Linked DNA regions of Mus musculus: region 2 is linked to region 1. The links are chromatin contacts, called in public promoter capture Hi-C maps. All regions are on one chromosome and are shown on one strand. The core of a region is the stretch at or near the end of the contact, and the rest is flanking DNA. Distances in the headings are between cores, read along the strand shown. Region 1 holds the start of Tmem150a (transmembrane protein 150A). Region 2 holds the start of Kcmf1 (potassium channel modulatory factor 1).

Region 1 (4,750 bases), core at 880-3,379:
TAACCTGCAGGATGGATTAAAAGGCACCACTGGCATATAAAACTCAGTGGGATGCCCAGCTCCTAGAAATAGCAAGTAGTGCACTTATTTCTTTGAAACAGCCTTACATTGCTCAGGCTGGCCAAAAACTAGCTGGGGGGTGATCTTGAATGTCTGATGCTCTTGCTGGGATTGCAGGCATGTGCTACCACACCTAGTTTTATGTGGTGCTGGGCTTTTATGTGCACGCTAGGCAGGCATTCTGCCAACTGAACCACATGCCCGATGCCCAGGCTCCCACTTTTCTCCTCTCCAGACAGGGTTTCATATAGCACAGGCAGGCCTTGAGCTCATCTTCCTACTGCTTTCCAAGAGCTAGGATTATAGCTTTGGCACTAAGCCTGGCCTGGCAGTATTAATTGACATTATATTAATGTTTCTTCTTAAGATCCAGAGACAGCTCCGAGGGGATTTCTGACAGTCTGGAGGGACCTACCTGATGAGAGGAACATCATCCAGGGTGCAGCAGCTCTTAGGGCCCCCTTGTTCAGCAGGGTCAGGAGAGCAGGATTCATTGTAGGACCTGGCAGGTGGGACACGGGGGTGGGGGGGGAGATTGGGGGAAGGAGCATCTTAGAACTTTTTTTTTTCCAAAGAGGAAATCTTTCAGACATCCCCAGGACCTTCCTGAAGCAGAAGCAAAGAAGATGAGGGGATGGTGGGAAGTGGGCAGATGAACAGGATGTCATGCCTGGAGACCAATGTCAGAGAACAGCCTATGGTCTCCGTGTAGCTTGTGAGCTCAAGGAGGGACAGAGATGAAGGGAGCTTTAGAGTGAGGCCATCTGTAGAGTGCTCCATACCAGTTCTCCACTGGGCACACGTGGCGGTTCATCACGGCCATGGCATACCTGTGGGAGCACAACTGTCACCCTGTCCTCATGGCTCTTCAGACCCCACCACCACCTCCTGGCTCTTTGACTTTTGACCTCATTCAGCCTCAATGCCCTGGCTGGGAATTTATTTGGTGGGGTGAAGAGGGAGGTAGTTACTGATGCTGGAGCAGACCCTGCACAATTGCCTCCACTAGAGAGCCTCTGGAAGTTGCCCTGTCTACAAGTGTATGTCAGAGCTGTCCTGCTGGACCGCAGTGGTGCCAGCTTGTCCCAAGAGGCTGTGTGCCCAGGAATCAGGCCAAGCTTTGGAGACAGAAAGAGTGACCCTGGGTACCATTCTGGAGCCTGCAAACGGGACAAGGGACTTTGTGTGTGTGCCATCAAGTTTCTATTAGACCCCCCCCTCCACACCCCTCTTACTCACACAGTCCATATGCCGGTGATGGAGAAGGCTGACAGGCTGACAGGAAGGAGGATCCAGGCGGTCATGAGGGAGTGGAGCCAGGGTGGTGGTAGTTTGGGGGTAAGGACAACAGGTAGGTGGGGAAAAGGGGGCAGGCCCAGCTACTTTGAGATATTTCGGTCACAATCATCAGCTGCCCTGGCCTGGTTGGGGAGAGAGATCAAGGTCCAGGGTCTGGTGACTGACCAGGGCGGGCGGGGGGGGGGGGTTGGGAGGGGGATGGGGATGGTGGGCAACACTTCATCCAGAGCTCTCCTTGGGCGTTTGATTGTCCAGACTTTGGGATGAGCCCCGGCAGGAACGTGGCACCCTCTGGCTTATCCATCTGGGGCCTCCGCGGTCTACCCAAATGCCACGGGCGCGCTGAGAGACTCGGGCAGGGCTGTAACATCTGGAAAGAGAGCCACGCTCCCCGGCCTGAGGGACGTCGGCTTGGTGAAGGCTGGAGCTAGGACAATCAAGGGGATCATGCCAAGGAAAGCCTGGGAGGGTGCGCCGGGCCGAGAGAGCGGCTCTGAGTCGTTGCCGGGCGGGCAAACCACCTGACCACCGCGCCCCGGCAAAGGGGCGGGTTCTCGAGGGAAGCTTGACCGGGTCCAGTTCGCGTGGGTACGGGGACCCCAATTTAGGTAGGAGTGTGCAGCCAGCGACAATACCCCCTCCCTCCAGAGCCCTGCTCCCCAAGGCGATCCCTCGGAGGCCGCGGGAGAAAAGGAATCCGGTACGCACCTCCCCGGAGCTCCCCGCCGCCGCTGCCGCCTCTCCCTGCTCGGCCCCCTCGTGGCCGCGTCTCCAGCTGCGGCCCTCGGAGCAGCCCTGAAAGGTTTAAAGGGCCGAACGGCCCCGCCCCTGGCGGCCCCAGGCCCGCCGCGCCGCCCGCCGGGACGTGGAGTCCGCGCAGCCCGGGCCCGGGTGCCAGAGCCCCGCCCGAGACTACAACTCCCGAGCCCCCGCGGCAATGTCACGGGGGAAACATGGGCGGTGCCCCAAGTCTAAGGGACCTGGGCGCCCGAGGCTATGACCCGGACACCTCTGACACTTAAGATCTAGAGGGCAGTTGTCATTCCTGCGGAGGGAGTGCGGGCGGGCTAGCCCGGCAGCTCTGCCTGTGCATGTCGCCTGTGGCTGTCATCGTGCACGTGGCTTGAAGAAGCTTTCCACTGTCTCAGTGGACTATATGACTTTGGGGGAAGCTCCTTCAACTCTCTCAGTGTGGCGCCCCAAGCCTGCCACTGTCTGAACAGGCATGAGGCTGGTGGGTGAGAAGCCAAGCACCGAGCCTAGGCTTGGCTTGGGAAACCCAAAGCTGGCTGGGTTCTGCTACCCAACTCTGTACCCTCCGGCCCGTCCCTTTTAGCAAACTCTGGAAAGGGCTGGCTTTGATTTTATTTTGGGGACACACGAGAACTGGCCATAAGTCACGGTGTCCAAGATGTTTCCTGACTCAACAACACTTACTTAAAATATGGTATAGGGTCCTAAAGGATATCCATTCTAAATACATGCAGGTGCCTGTGTAGGGCGGATAAAGATTAAAGCAGCCAGGTGTTCATTAGCAGAGGGAAGGTGAGGGACTCAAGTGGAATCTAGGAAGAGAAAACAGGACTATGTGGGGATAAGTTATTTATTAGTCTCTCCTTAATGGAAAGAGTGTGCTCCCTGGATATTCTTTTCTTGATGGAAAGGGCATGGCTACTTCTGCTTACATAGGACAATTGTTCCTGGTTCTCCCTATAAGCAGTGGGACCCCCATGAGACAGCGAATCATTATCCCAAGGGGATATGATCCCAGGCTGGTAAGAGTGGGAGATAGCCACCCCTAGTGAAACCAGGGCTAGCTGCACAAAGTCCTGTGCTGAAACAAAACAGAGCCAAACAAGTGGTGAACTGGACCTTTAAGAGGAGAAACCTTTTGGGGGATCCAAATGGAGGGCAGGAATGGTACAGAAACTACTAATGGCCTTTTCTCGCCTACCATCAGAACTTTAGTGAAAACAGGGCCAAGAAATATGGCTGTGCAATGATCACTGGACAAGACTAGCTGGCTGAATTGACAGGGGTGGAGGTGGGTATAAAATCCAGGCCAGCTTCTGACCTTTGGGACAAAGGTGACTCTCTCAGTAACAGAACATCTTCCTGTCCCACTACATTACAACTAACCAGGTACCTTTTTCTCTTTTATGTGAGGCTGTGAACCATCATTGAAAGCTATCTTGGGGTGCAGGGGGATTAGTGTCCTATTATATAATTCAGATTAACCTCATACTAATGATCCTTCTGACTTTAGCCTCCAGAGTGCTAGGATTACAGGCAACACGCCTGGTTAGCTTGTTTTCTTCCCCTCAAGAGAGGGAATATATAGTCCTGCGGTTAGAATACCAAGTGCTTTTTAACAGCGGAGCCATTTCTCTAGGCACACACGTGCGCGAGCATACATACACACACACACACACACACACACACACACACACACACACACACACACGAATGAGACAAGGTCTCACTACATACCTCAGGCTGGATTTGCCTGGCTCCCCAGTGCTGGGATTAAAAGTGTGCTCCACCAAGCTCAGCTTAGTCTTTTGATTCTCATCCTGCCTCTGCCTTGGTACTGCCATTATAGGCCTATATAGGTACACCGTTTCACTTTGTGGTTCCTAACTTATTGATTGTATCCTACTGAGCTGGGTTTGTCTCTCTGTTTCACCTTTAGGGGAAGGTCTTGGAAGATTGTTCACGAGCTCTACTGATTCTCCTGACTTGTTAGGTGTTAGAATTCCCGGGCGGTGGTGTTGCAGGCACTTTTAGGTTTAATATGCCAACCTGAATAATCCCTAAAACAACTCTCTTAAGATGAAGGTCTAATGAAGCCCAGGCTTTAAGGACACCTGAAAGAGGAAGCTGCCTAAGAGGACAAAAGTGAGACCAGATGTCTTTCAAAGTTTCAACTCTTAGGTTACATGAGTCTAGCCGTTACACTCCAACCAGAACAGCTCTTAAAATAATCAGCACAGCAAGAGGAGAGATTTCCAGTGCTGACTGGGTAGCAGAGTAACTTTAGGGCAGGCACTTAATCTCCCTTCCCCCCAAGTACACAAGTGATTTCACAACTTTTGGCAAAAAAATGCTGTAAAAATAGTTTATTGGTTTAAAAAGTACCGTCCATGATTTTCAAACAGTTTGCATAATTCATTTTTTTATACAGAAACACTGGAAATGAGAAAAAGAATGTATGGCTTTTTCTGCATTTAGCACCATGACATAGCCAGGACACGCTGATGCTTGCTGTGTAGCTTAGGCTACTCTCAAACATACAGTGATCCTCCTATCTCTGTCTCTTGAGCTGTTCACCACCATTCCCAACCTCTTGTTCTGTTTGCTCTGGGAAAGGAGGAACCCCTAACTAGGAAGG
Region 2 (4,750 bases), core at 696-3,195, 540 kb before region 1:
AAAAACATGGTAGTCCCTTGGAGGTCAGACCAAGCTATGTTTCCTCCCATGAACAAGACTAGCTAACCCTACCGGGCAGTGGTAACACAGGCCTTTAAACCCAGCACTTGGGAGGCAGAGGCAGGTGAAAAAAAAAAAAAAACTAGCTAACCCTTCAATACAGTAAGACTTGTTTTTAATGTTTCTTCCCCTAGCATCATGCCTGTACACAACCCTGAGTGACTTTTCCGTAGACTTGGGACTTGGGGCACACTTCACCTCACAGCTCCAGCCCCTTCTTCCTCCTCAATAGTCTCCTTTCTATTTTCACCCAGTTTTTTCCATACTTACTGGTATTCCTTTCTGGAAGTGTTGCTTTTGTTGGCTACTCTAAATGCTCCAGCATTTTTACAGAACTGCTTACAAACTTTGATACAAATTTATAAAAAACCATTATTCACCACCTGTGTATGCGTTAAGAGCTGCTAGCCTGACTTTCACAGCTCAAGTTCAGGGAACTGGCTTACACCCAGGATCACTTGCCAATAATAAAATGTGTAGGGTTGTCAGAAAGGACCCACTAACCAGGATGTCGATCAGGCTAACTACAAACCCTGCTCTCCCTTTGTAAGCCCTACTAGGCATAGTCTTCCTCAGGCCGGTCTGTAGTGTGCGGAATTCCACACCCGAAACAGAAATATTTGTTATCTAGTCCTCATTTAAACCCAAATTAGGTGGGGGTGTGGTGGAAGATGCCTTTCGTTCCAGCCCCTGGGAGATGGGAAGGTCAGAATCAGCTACTTGAGCAATTCAAGGACTGCCTCGGGCTATCTGAGGTCATGCCTCAAAACCACCCCCAATTTAATTACAGCTAGTTTCTTGGGTAGACAGGGATGACCTACTATGTAGTCTCTCGGATTAAGCCTTTTAGTATTTTCAAAACCAGACATATCTTAAATCATATTCAATAAAATATTGTAACAAATAGGGTCCTTCCTTTGCTACTCTACACGTCGAATCTTGGTACTGTATCTCTCCTGCATCTATTGATATGCTTGCCCTTTTTGAAAGTCACAGAAGCTAAGGCAACCAACGCTTTGTCCAGGTCCCACAGTCGGTGGAGGGTGGGCAAATTAGGAAAATCGCCAAAGCAAGCAGTACCTTGGACCCTAGTTTCAGTAAACTTAGCTGGGAACTTTGTCCAATCTCGAGACTACCAAGGCAAAATTAACCACCCAAAGCGAACCAATTTAGAGCGAAGGCTCAGCAAGGTTAAGTCACTTGTTCAAGGTTACACCGAGCATATCAGAACCAGAATCCCAGGGCTGAACACGTCTTAACTCCAGGGCGCGATCTGTTCTACCTGCGCCACGCCACCACTGACACGTGGTCAGGGGTAGTCTCAAGTGTTTGTCGAGTTAGCAATGCCTGAAGAGAAAGTAGCCTGTAAGGAGCCTGGGTGGAGGGAAAGACCTGCACACACAGCCGGAAGCAAAGTACCCCCGAAGCCCACCAAGTTTTTCCCGCAGCGCATTCGAGCGGGCGGCCGAGCCGGCTCGCTAGGCCTCGGCCTCCCCCTGGGTCTGGGGACCCGCGAGCCCCGGAGGCCCGACTGCCATTCCCTTCTGGGTCCCCGGCTTTCAAAGCAGCACACAAACACACACACGTCCCCGGGACGTCTGCGATGGCCCGGCCGCCGCGCGCCCAGGCGCTGGGGAGCCACGTCGGGGGCGTTTCGCGTCCTCGTCCTCCCCACGCGCAGCGTGGCGGGCCGCGGCTGGGCTCGGGTGCCTGCGGGACCGCGGCAGGACCGCCGCCAAGCACGGTCGCCCGCCGGCCGCGGGGCCTCAGGGCGGCGAGAGGCGGGGCGGGCGTGCGGGCGGAAGGAGGCGGAAGAGGAGGAAGAGGAGGAGGAGGAGGCGGCGGCCGGAGCCGGGAGACGGACGGGCGGGGGGCGGGCCGGGGGAGGGGACGAGCGGGATTTGCGGACGCCGCGCCGCTGCCGGGAGCCGGCGGGGGCCCGAGAGTGACCGAGTCACGGCGGGCGCCGGCGGAGCCGCGGCCGCGTCGGACCCGCCTCCTGGAGGAGCTCAGCCCCGGCCAGGCCCGGCCCCATTCCCGCCCCGCGCCGCCTCCCCGCCGCCGCCGCCGCCGCCGCCGCGGGAGCGCTCCCCTGCCCACCCCGCCCCCGCGGCCGAGCCCGGGAGTCGAGTGGGAGTCGGCCGGCCGGGCGCGGGCAGCGCCGGGAGCCCGCGGTGGGGGCACACTGCAGCCGGGAGCCCGGGAGGGGCCGCGCCGCCAGCGTCTGAACTAGGATGTCCCGACATGAAGGTGAGAGCCGAGCCCCCGCCCCCACCGCTTGGGCCTCGGCCTACCCCGCCCGAAGTCCGGGCGCCGCCGAGGGCAGCGGGGCACCGGCGGGGACGCGGGCCGGGCCCGAGTCGCGGGGCTGGGGAACCCGAGGCCACCGCGGCCCGAAGAGCGAGCGGGAGCGGCGGCCGCAACCGTGGCTTGCGGCCGCGGCCCTGAGCTGGGCCTGGAGCCGGAGGCGGGGCGGCCGGGCGGCCGGAGGCTTTGCACTGTCATGGGGCGGGAGAGGGGGAGGGGAAGCGGCGGGGCCCGTTACCGGCGGGAGCCTGGCCCTCGGGACACATACCGGACGCCGAGGCCCGGCCGGCCCGCCCGGGGGAACCGCGGGGCCCCGGCGCGGCCTAGCTGCGGCGGCTCCCGGAAGAGCCGGGCGCCGTGGCCGAGCCGGGTCTCGGGCGTGCGGCCGCGACAAGGGGGAGCGGGGTCCGGGCCCCGCGGGCGCGTCCGGTCTCTGGGAGACCGCGGGCGAGCGACGGCCCCGCCTGAGGGCCGCGGCCGTGCGGGCGGGAAGACGCCGCGGCTCGGGCTCGGGCAGCCCTCTGTGACTGGAGCTCGCCCGGCCTCGCGGTAGGCCTCTGCGCGTCCCTGGGCTCGGGTAAGCCAAGTTCCCGGGGCGGATCCAGCCCGGCCGCGGTGAGCAAACTCCCTGCTCCGTCACCTCGCCGGAGCGGAACTTGCTCCCGGCCGGTCCCGGGCCCTCACCCGCGTGCGCTGCCCACCGAAGCAGGCTTCCAGTCGGGGGGCGTTTGGACTTCCGCGGTGCCCTGTGGAAACACGCTGGGGTTCTGTGGTTAAGAATCAGACCACTCGCGTCCCAGCCCCACGGCACAAAGGCACAAGTGTTTTCAGGCCGATGGATGGGCGATGAACTGGCGAAAAAATAAGTTAACTTGAATTTACTACCATATGGTTTAGGAAGGGGGGAGGGGGCTATGTTCTCTTTGTTTCACTACAGCAGGTTTTACCTTTAAAAGTAGTCACCGACTTAGTGAAAAGTTTATTTCGGTACGGTTAATGGAAGATTGTATAAGTGACCTGAAAATAATTGAGTCCCTAAGATTTTCCAAATCCTGTATAGGTGTTTTGGAAGTGAAGAAAGTTTGAGGAGGCAGTTTATCGCCGAGGGAAGGGCATTCTTAGGGAAGTACAGACCTTGGCTTTTCTAAGGTGACAAACTCAGATCAATTAACATACATTTAGTGAAAGTTTCGGAATTTGCATTTCTAAAGGCAAGATTGTGATTGACTCTGATCATTTTATGTTTGGAGAGTTTTTATTTAAAAAAAAAAACCTAATGATAGGGAAGAGCATGGGGCATTTTTGATTACTAACTGTTAATGTGTTGGTCACTTTGAAATAAATAGCAGGGTACTTAATTTAGCCTCAGTCAGATGAAAAGAAATATTTGGGAACTCACCTGCTAAACCGTTTTATAAGCTTAATGGGAGTGTGTTCCTTATCACCGCACTTGAAAAAAGTCTTCATTAAGGTTGTAGTCAAATTCCATTTGGAGATGGTGAGGTTAATTTTAGATGGCATCAGTTGGTGTATTGACCACCTTCAAGACAAAGTGAAAGTGAGCATGAAGTTCAGGCTCCAACTCAGGAACCAGATTAAAATAACAGAATAGCAATCGCCTTAAAGAAGCAGACGGAATAGTCTTAATGAGCAGTAGCCTGGAAAAAGTACCCTCAGATGGTGTGTTTGAGTAATTAAAATGGCTTAGGTAGGTATAGCATCCTTCAATAAAATATTGTGTGATCTAAGCTCATCATCATTCCCTCTTTAGTCTTGGAAAGGGTACCTTTTAATTACTTGACATCTTGAAACTTTCCAACACCTTTCTTGGCAATTTAATGCCAGATGTTTCCTAAATGGATGTGTTGAAGGTATTGAGCAATGTTTGACAGGTGATTTTATATTTACATAATACATTAATTAAATTTACTATTTTCTTTCTTTATTTTGACACTGTCTCACTAAGTAGCCCTGGCTGGCCTGGAACTCAAGAGTCCTGCCTGCCTGTGCCTCCCCAAACTGTGACAACAGGGGTGTGCTCTCAGACCTTGAACAGGGTTAGAAAGTTTAAGAGTCTAGGTTTTGGCCTAAGTCAAAAGTTTCAGTAATCACATCTGTTCATGAGATTTGTCAATATTTTGCAGTATATTATTTCAGGCAGTAATTATTTTCATCAGGAGGGATTTGACAATCCCAGATTTTCTGCTTACCTTTCTCTTTGGGCCAGCTAATCCTGTTTACTTCATCTTTGCTTTTGACACAGGATCATGGTGCCCATTCCTGGCTGGTCTGATCTCACTGCACAGGAGAGACTGGCTTCACACTTTCAGCCCTCCCCCAACCCCCCACCCCCCCCCCCCCCCATGTATCCAGTCTTCCTGTA

The links. Promoter capture Hi-C pulls out the DNA fragments that hold promoters and counts their contacts.
Region 2: a contact with region 1 is called in a promoter capture Hi-C map of pre-B cells, with 4 times the contacts expected there. The contact joins the promoter of Kcmf1 here to the promoter of Tmem150a in region 1. A contact is called at or near these places in 5 of 39 promoter capture datasets (cranial neural crest, liver, pre-B cells and 1 more) and 2 of 115 datasets of contacts at active chromatin or transcription factors (embryonic stem cells and pancreatic cancer cells).

Annotation. Positions count from the first base shown.
Region 1 is chr6:72,352,862-72,357,611 of GRCm38.p6, reverse strand. It overlaps Tmem150a (transmembrane protein 150A), which reads right to left and starts at 2,129. Exons shown (of 8, transcript NM_144916.3): 1 at 2,068-2,129; 2 at 1,300-1,481; 3 at 843-890; 4 at 476-562. The coding sequence starts at 1,364. It overlaps 0610030E20Rik (RIKEN cDNA 0610030E20 gene), which reads right to left. Exons shown (of 4, transcript NM_026696.1): 4 at 4,450-4,750.
Region 2 is chr6:72,897,174-72,901,923 of GRCm38.p6, reverse strand. It overlaps Kcmf1 (potassium channel modulatory factor 1), which reads left to right and starts at 1,945. Exons shown (of 7, transcript NM_019715.2): 1 at 1,945-2,310. The coding sequence starts at 2,295.